2 separate regions of the Astyanax mexicanus genome follow, and region 1 is linked to region 2. The links are chromatin contacts, called in public Hi-C maps. All regions are on one chromosome and are shown on one strand. The core of a region is the stretch at or near the end of the contact, and the rest is flanking DNA. Distances in the headings are between cores, read along the strand shown. Region 1 holds the start of slc30a5 (solute carrier family 30 member 5). Region 2 overlaps pik3r1 (phosphoinositide-3-kinase, regulatory subunit 1 (alpha)).

What was found. A called contact is a pair of places that touch in the nucleus more often than the background predicts.
Region 1: a Hi-C map of muscle shows a contact between it and region 2, with 12 times the contacts expected there. The contact joins the promoter of slc30a5 here to the enhancer-like site in region 2. A contact is called at or near these places in 3 of 3 Hi-C or Micro-C datasets (blood and muscle).

Annotation. Positions count from the first base shown.
Region 1 is chr1:19,570,348-19,574,699 of AstMex3_surface, reverse strand. It overlaps slc30a5 (solute carrier family 30 member 5), which reads right to left and starts at 2,375. Exons shown (of 16, transcript XM_022667791.2): 1 at 1,915-2,375; 2 at 1,552-1,674; 3 at 1,072-1,138; 4 at 888-973; 5 at 692-779; 6 at 510-597. The coding sequence starts at 1,985.
Region 2 is chr1:19,499,887-19,504,462 of AstMex3_surface, reverse strand. The region is part of intron 2 of pik3r1 (phosphoinositide-3-kinase, regulatory subunit 1 (alpha)); the gene reads right to left. Among protein-coding and RNA genes, the nearest start is that of pik3r1, 5.2 kb to the right of the region's middle. Within about 2 kb of position 2,817, the one cell type or tissue checked has an H3K27ac peak away from gene starts, as active enhancers do.

The DNA of each region.
Region 1 (4,352 bases), core at 1,126-3,625, 71 kb before region 2:
TCAGCAGCAGATCTAAAATAAGTGGTGGCTGACTTCACATGTATCAGAGGAGGCATGCATGTGCTAGTCTTCACACTCCTGGTGTTGTAGCATTACTAGTGATAGGGGGAGTCCTAATGAGTGGTTTGGGTGTAAATATTGACTGTGTTAAAATGTAGAAAATCACAAAAAGGAGTTGCATTGAAGCATGCATTTAAAGGCTTGTAAGACACTTGTGATACTATAATGTGCATTTTGAGTGATTCTCTGTGCAATGTAGCGGTAAGCTGGTACAAAGAGTCAATAGACTTGTCTATAGTTTTTGAAAATACTCTGCTAGAGGGTTCTGAAAACAATACTCTACAGACAAAAAGTTGGCAACATTGGGTAGAGATCCACAATGTCTGCATCAAACAACTACTTAGCCTGAAAAAAAGAAAAGATGCATTCCACATCGATATTCGGATATACAACAGATTATCAATTTTTTTTGTCTAAACACTTCACACTGACACTGGAAAAAAGGATACGGTGTTCAGCCATTTTTGCCATTAAGTCATCATTATCAAACAGCAGCAGACAGATGGCCGCAATGATGAAGAAAGCAGCGCCTCGTGTCTAAACAAAACAAAACCAAACAATCAATCAAACCAAATTCATAAATAGTCTTTGACAATTTATTGCAAATAGCATCAACTTCAACATGTCCAACCTTAGAGGGTCCTCCTCCAGAGCTGGTAAAGAGAACGCTGAGAAAACAGATGACCACCACATCACTGTGCTCAAACAGCAGCAACGTCCTGCAGAAATAAACTCAGCTCAGTTGCCTGGTCATGATAAAATTACAAAACTATAAACAGGATAGAGTTTAAGTTTAAGAGTTTAATAGCTGTGGGTCACAGACTCACCTTAGTGGTCCACAAAGTGTAAGCCCAAAAAAGCCTATGAGTGAGATTATGCAGCTGATAACAGCATGTTTGAGGATTTTGATCCACTGAAAGAGAAGCATTTGGTAGTGATGTTAATCGTCAATTTGATACACTGTTTAACAAAGTGTTGTAAAATGTTTAGCAGTATCTATCCAACACATACCTGTCTTTTAGAGACTATTTTTCCTGATGAGAATGGTTTTTGAAAGAAAAGTAAAATCACTGCACACCTGTGTTAGAGAGACATACCGGAAAGGAAATATGTTAGGAAATGTTAGCATGTACAAATGGATTTGGTTCATATTGTAAAGTCCCATCCTCTTGCTCCTCAACTATGGAATTCTCTCCCATCTGCGGAAAAACAATCTTCCTTTCTTTCTATGTTTAAATCGAATCTCAAGACTCACTCATCTATGGCTCTCCCTCGGTTTAATGTGCTCTACCACTCATATCTGCTGTCTAGTTGTCATACTACTGTTAGGTTGATGTGTCTGCTGTTGCTTGTTGTTTTATTGTTTGTATCTATGTTTCTACTAATGATGATTGTAAGCGTCTTCAGGTTTTAGAAAAGCGCTATATAAAAATAAAGTTTTATTATTGAATGTACTGAATAAAAAGAAACAAAAAAAAAAAAAACACTTACCCAAATTTAAGAATAAAAAGGAATTGCACAACATGTACAACTTTAAGGAGATCATAGGATTCAAAGATTCCCAGAGCCTTCAACAGCTTGGTGAGTAGAAGTAGGACTATATATCTGGTCAACCTGAAATTAACAAAATAAACATGAGGCCAAGATATAAAACATCAACAGAAATTGAACAATTATATTCTCATTGCATTTGACAACAGATCTGTCACAATAACTCATTTTATGGATGACATACCGTCCCAAAAAACTGTGATTAAACAGTATTATTGCCATTCTAGGGAAATGTTTATGCTGTTGGTATAATGATAATACAATCACAACAGAACAGAATGAGACCTTTAAAGAGCCGGTTACCTGGCATTAGGCACTTCAACTCTCCCCAGTTTCCCCCCGGAGATTACATTACTGCTGTACTTCTCATCCATCGTGTTTCTGCTGGACTGTAAGTTAACTAACCTGACCAAACTGCTTCATATAAACACAGGTACACAGAGCTACAGTACTCTATAGTAATAATTATCTCCAACAGACTGACCGCTCCGTACACTGACTACAGCTACAGCTAACCGGCCCGAGGGCTCGGACCACAGCACAGCATTCTACCGCTCTCAGAGGCTTTACGAGCCGCTGCTCCCGATATCAAGCCCGCCGAGCGCCCCCAGAACAGCCGTGAACCCCGAAACACCCATTACTCCTCTATAAATCTAAAAACATCTCTCATAATCTACTCATATCTCCTCATAATCAGCGCGAGCCACCGCATCCAGGAGATAATCAACGTCAACACTTCCTCAAACATGGAAGCGACCAGTGCAACCTTTCAAAATAAAAGTACACGGAGATTTTATACATTAAAAGGCATGCAGAGTGAAAGAAAGAAAGAAAGAAAGAAAGAAAGAAAGAAAGAAAATGATTTAAAAAAATAGGATAAGAAAGTAAGTAATGCAACCATGAAATAAAAGAAGAAAATACTATGGAAATATCTATACAAATAATAAAATAAAATAAATAAAAAAATAAACAAAAATAGTTTTAGAAAAGCTTGCTTTAAAAAGAATAAATACATTCAAGATTATTTTATTAATATGTAATTTATTGATATTGATATAATGTGACTACTTTAATACTTAATCTATCCATAATTAAATTTAATTGACATTGATATTGATATTCTGATTTTCTGAAGACCAAACTCTATGTTGTCCCACCCCCAAGCTGAAATAAAAGATTAATTTTGGTTCTTATTGTTATTTTTATGTATTTATTGTAATTATAAAATGTCATTATTTTTTAACAGTTTACATACATTCAGTTACATTAAATACAACTAAACAATTAACATATTTCATATTCTTCTTATAATATCATTTTTATCATTGTTATTGTGTCAGAATTATTTAACTTTTTATACTTATAACAATCATTACTGTAACATAACTTTTAAGAATGAGAGATTGAAGGAATTATGTAGGTATAATAATACCTGTAGATCCTTTTTCTTTGGCTGGATATTATTCAGTCATTTGAATAATCAGAACTCTTGCTGTGTTCTATGAAATAAGAAAAAATAAGATAACAAAATAAAATAATCTAATTTAATCTAATCTTAAACCTTGGTATATCAGTGTGTGAGAGGTCTACTAGTGCTAATTATGCAGTTTATATGCTATAGAAAGAAAGAAAGAAAGAAAGAAAGAAAGAAAGAAAGAAAGAAAGACGAGTGTAAAAAAAAAGGAAAGTTAGGCAGAAAAATATAAGGAAATCAGAAAAAGAAAGAAGGACAAAAAATGCAGAAACCCAGCAGTGACACAATTACAGATCCTAGGATGGCACCGCTCCACTGCTGACTCCTGTAATAGTGTTTAATGCTGGTGATTCATGCTTCTCACTTCTTTTGGTGCCACTCTGTCTTCCCTCCCAGACAGCAGATGGAGGAAGTGATGTCGGAAGGAAGGCTAATGCTGCCTTGGCCTGATTCTGCCTCAGCTCTGTGGCTTACATATGTCTCCATTACGTGCTCCACAGGAAAGGTCAAGTGAGTGGACTGCACCATCAATGTCCACAGTAGCTGTAATAACCATTAGCAACGCTTGCTAATGGGGCACGTCAACAGGAGTCCAGAGAAAGATGTGATGCCCAGTGCCCTTGCAGTGACCCTTTATGTAAATTAGCAACATAAGTGCACCTGTAAACTACTATTAAAATATATTTAAATATACTTACCACTAAAATATTTTTGGTGATTAAAGGCCCTAACATTACATTGGTTTGAAGTACCTCTGTAATAGGAATAACATTGCAAGACACTCTGGATAAGAAATGTAATGTAAATGTAAATATAATTGGACTACTTTAATATGTAATCAATCGATAATTAAATTGAATTAAAATATTCAGATTTTCTGCCGATCAAAAAAAAAATCGTTCTTAATGTTATTTTTATGTAATTATTGCAATTATAAAAATTATACATTTTTATATGTTCATTTAAATTAAATACAAATAAACAATTAACAAATGTCTATTGTTATTTTGATGTAATTATTGTAATTATAAAAATGTCCATCATTTTTAACAGTTTACACACATTCAGTTAAATTAAAAACAAATAAATAATGAACATATATTCTTTCTATTCTTATAATTATTATTATTGTTATCATATCATAACTGTTCTGCTTTTTATACTTATAACAATAGTTTCTGTAACAGAAAGTGAATGAATGAGAGACTGAAGAAATTAATCAGGTATAATAATGGGTGGATATTATTCAGTTAATGTAATTATTGAG
Region 2 (4,576 bases), core at 1,568-4,067:
ATCATGCTGCTAAACTTTCAGTTATCCATGAGCAAATATCAGTTCTCCTTTTCTTTCTCTCTCCCTCCTTGCAACGTGTTGCTAATCCAGAGAGAAGACATGCTCGACCTCCAGTAAGAAGATTTGCCAATTCAGCCCTGCTTCTCTGGAGGCGATCAGTAATGAAAGGCACATGTGCGCGCTCTCACGCACAGGGCCTCATAAACACAAGCATTTTACTGCAGCTCCCAAAAGCCATGGCCCAAGTGCTTATTCTGGGAAGAGGGGAGTAAAAAAAGTGGAAAAAAGGGAGAAAAAGAAAGAAAAGGAGAAAGAGAGCCTTTAAAATTATTTTTATACATAAAAAATAAACATTATGGACTACAATACCCACTCTTACATATAAAACAGAGAACTAAATTTTTTTTACATTAAAATGCTCAGATTTCAGTAAATAAAATAATATATCTACACAGTATTTGTAGGTTATAATTTAACTTATAACTTATAAAAAACTGTATATTGTGCACTTTCAATCCAAACAGAACTGAAGAGGGTTGTGGGGAGTGGGCGTCTTTGGGAATTGCCCGGCTGTTAGGTTGCTGAAGCCCTTTATCTATAACACACCCATTTATTCTGAATGACATGAAACACTGAGGAATAAAAGACTTCCCGAGCCCTTTCCAGGGCACATAGCGTACACCATGTTTCAAACACTGGTCCGGCGACAAGCAGCCGTTCAAGTGTGCTCAGCATGGCTGCTTCTTTCACAACAGCTCCTGCTTACTGCAATCTACACACAGGGACAATTGTACTGGTTCAGCACAATGCTAAATCTGTCCACAGTGCAGCAGTCCACCAGGCTAGCCCACAGGAACGTACGTCATTAAGACCACAACTGCAGTCTGGCCCCAGCGTTTAGAAAGGAGGGGGTACTCTTGTACAGACATGTTGCAGGTTGAAGCATTTGTTGGGTTATCTTTTGGGGGACAGGAGGGGGAGGGATTTGGGCTAGGGTGTCTCACAAAATAAAAGGGTGTCTGGCCAAAATAAAATGGAGAAAAGTGTGTCTACAACAAAACATGAATAGATAAATTGTGATTAATTTATTAAATAATGCTTGACTGACGGCGAGTGCTATTAAGGGTGCAATAAAATAATGATGTATGGAAGTATCTCAGTATGTTTTGCAATACTGTATCTGTTATATTGGTATTCAGATCCTGTTGTAATTGTATATAAAAAAATATATATACATAACATAAATAATATAAAAGTTTTTATATTGACAGATTTCCTACAATTTGATAATAAAAAAAACACACATAATGTTGCTTACAGTAGGGTTATAACATAATATCAGAATATTTCAGGGTATTTTTGGGATAACACTAAATTAAAAAAAATATTTCAAGAATACACTACTGCAACAAAATGTAAATTAAATTTTATTATTGCATTTGATATGGCACACACTACTAACTGAGATTTTTAAAAATACAAGAATTATCCCCAGATTTGTCAATGTCAACTCAATTCAATGATCCAGAACGTCATGATACTAATGACGCACTCTATATATCTCCATATGCCCAGGATTAAAGTAAAATTAATGATAATGGACAGATATAATCTCTAGTAGACGGGGGGAAAAATGAGAACTAGGAAATGAAAGTTTTTTTTTTCTATTGATAAAAAACAGCAAGAAAGTAGTACCCTGGTGTGACAATTAGGGATGGCGATATTGCACAATACTTCAGGGTATAATATTGGTCACGATATTTAAAAATGTTGGCGATCTTATTTCTTATTTCGGCACTGTTTAATTTCTTATGTAATGTTAGATTATAGACTTATATTTCACTGCTTACTCGTTTTTTAACATTCATTTTATGGAGCATTTAGTGACATATAATCCCAAGCTCCAATATGATTCGAATATTTATTTATCTTTATATATTTAAAACATTATAAATGTAAAAAAAAAAAATACTTGCTAAGAAATAAATCAGCCCTCAACACTGGAAGCGAAGTGGGGGAAGGAACATGCAACCCCCAGCTGCTTACTCCTGGGTTAAGGGGAAAGTGCACATTCTTTGTGAAGCCGAGCAACAATTCTCTCTCAGTGAGCGGCTTCATGCAGCAGATGTTCTGCCGAGCGCTGAAGAGGCCCCCGAAAAGGAGAAAGCTACATTATCTCAAACTCCAGCTATGCAACATGTACTCTACCCTGCTATTCCCTCACTCATTTGGTCAGCCACCCCAAGCCATCTACATTTGCACGTTAAGTTAAATGAGAAAGTAGCAGTTGTAAATGTAACATCCAGCAAAGGGCTGGGTTCTGGCCTGGCCTAAGCACATACAGTTCCTCTTGCTCTAGAGGCCCACAAAAAGGAGCACATCAGTGTTTTTAAAAGCTCGGGAGCCGGAACGGGCTGGAATTCCACATCTGCTGCTCTCTGAAGTAAGCCCCTGTGGCTTGGAGTGAGCACAAGAGAGAGAGAGCAGGAGAGAGAGAGAAAGAGAGAGGGAGAGCAGGAGAGAGAGAATAAGCAAGCTTACAAAAAAGAAGCCCACACTTTCGACCCTTCCCCTCACCGCCTCCCTTCCTCTATCCATCCCCGGCTCCTCTCCCTCATTCCCTACTTGAGCTGGGCCCAGTCCCAGAAACATTATCAAAACATTAAAAGAAGGAGGAGAAGGAAAGGAGGAGAGAAGAGAAGGAGGGACAAGAAGGAAAAGTGAGCAAGAGAGATCTGCCAGATCCTTCAGTGGCAGGTAATAAATCACAAGCGCTGTGAAGCAACAAGAATCCAGGCTGCCGGCCCCAGGCCCCGGCCCCACTGCTGCAGGCCCCAGCTCCTCTCTCTACATCTTCTGGCCACACAAACACAGAGACTTTTCTTCTCCTGGTGCCACATTTGCCCTTGCGCTGAGCTCTGGGGCTGCCACTCAACACTGTCAATGTAGACAGTAACCCTCGCCAGACCTTGCAGGAATTTCACAATCACGTCCCATGGAGACTTTGAGACCCCAGAGAAACCTGTTGCTGGCAGGAGGTGAGATTTTTCATCCAGCTCTTAACAAAGAACAACCATGCTAAAACGTAGCATTTGAGCATAGCAAACCAAATCTGTTCAATCTGAAAAAATTGTTTAACGTGCAAAGTTTAGTTTAAGTTCTACAGTAGAGATGCTTGCATAGATAATGAGTTACGGAAGCACTGCGGAGACTGGATCAGTAAATGGCCTAGCTTTGGAGCAATGTGCATTAAAAAGGGACATTTCAACGTTATTTTTGCATAATTCTCTTGATCTAGTCTGCATTTAGCTTTGCGCCAGAAGCAGCTGTAGTCCATGTTAGGAATTGTTGGAGGCAACTCCAAAAAGTCAGAAAACATCTACAAGTATTTTCAGATTTCCGGCAAAGTGATAGAGTGGGGCTGTGTGTGTTTTTTTTAGCATTAGCCACAAAAAAAATCTGCACCAATGAGAAAGACCACATTGGGTCAGGAAGTAGAAGATAACTTGCAGCATACTGATTTTACCACCAACGAGCAGTCTTTTTACGGAGCAGCAATCTCTCACCTATAATCTAATGTTCTGTGTACTGATCAAAACACATCCGCTCACTCTGCCTCCATGGCAACACAGTTTCTCTCTGCATTTCTTAATCAGAACCTAATGGAACATATTAAGGACGAAAACCAGTGACGCACTACACGCAGCATTGGCCAGGCCTGGTGTGTGAGCCCTAATTTGTTCAATGTCAATTTCCCCCTACGTGTGAGTGGAATACGCCATGGTCCCCGAAACATTTTAGAAAGGGTAACCGCCACTTCTAAATGTAAGCAAATATCAGGGTAAGGATATCAGGGCTCTACTGCTAAAACAAAGAAAAACATTACCATACTATGATCAGTCACGCTTATTTACAAATGCAATAACATCTATAAAAAAAACAATCCAACTGGTCTGAGATCAGAAAAGTAGAGCATTTCACTCTAAAATAGTAGAGCATTTCCATAATCTTGCAATCCCTAACTGAGCTTTAGGATGCTTGAGTAGGTGTGAATGGGGCTATGTAAGGCTCTAAACGGCCAGATCACTCAGCACTGTGGTGTGGGAACACAAAATCCAACCAAAAACATGCCAGACAACTATACAGCACACATTAACGTATAGAGGCCTTCCTGCAAGTCTGGGCTTTCTGCCATGTTTACAATTCTGCCCTGTGCTCGGTGCAAAACTTAAATATCCTGAAATAATCAGAGAACATCTGTATGCAGCAACAATAAATCGTATTTGCTAATAGAAGATTTTAGAGTGGGTGCCTATTTTAGAGAGGTCCAGCGATGACTGATTTGGACACAAACAGATTTTACTCACGGCTAAGCCAATCTAATGAAAAATGGATCTTCAAATTATTGAAGAAATATTAAAAAAATAATAACAATCGAACACAAAAACACTACTTAATTTCAAGCTGAAATGAACAGAGTTTTATGGGTTGCCCAAACTATTTACACTATTTTCCAAAACGGTGCACCACTTGCAGAAGTAACATACAGTTTAAACAAAATTTTATAATAACTACT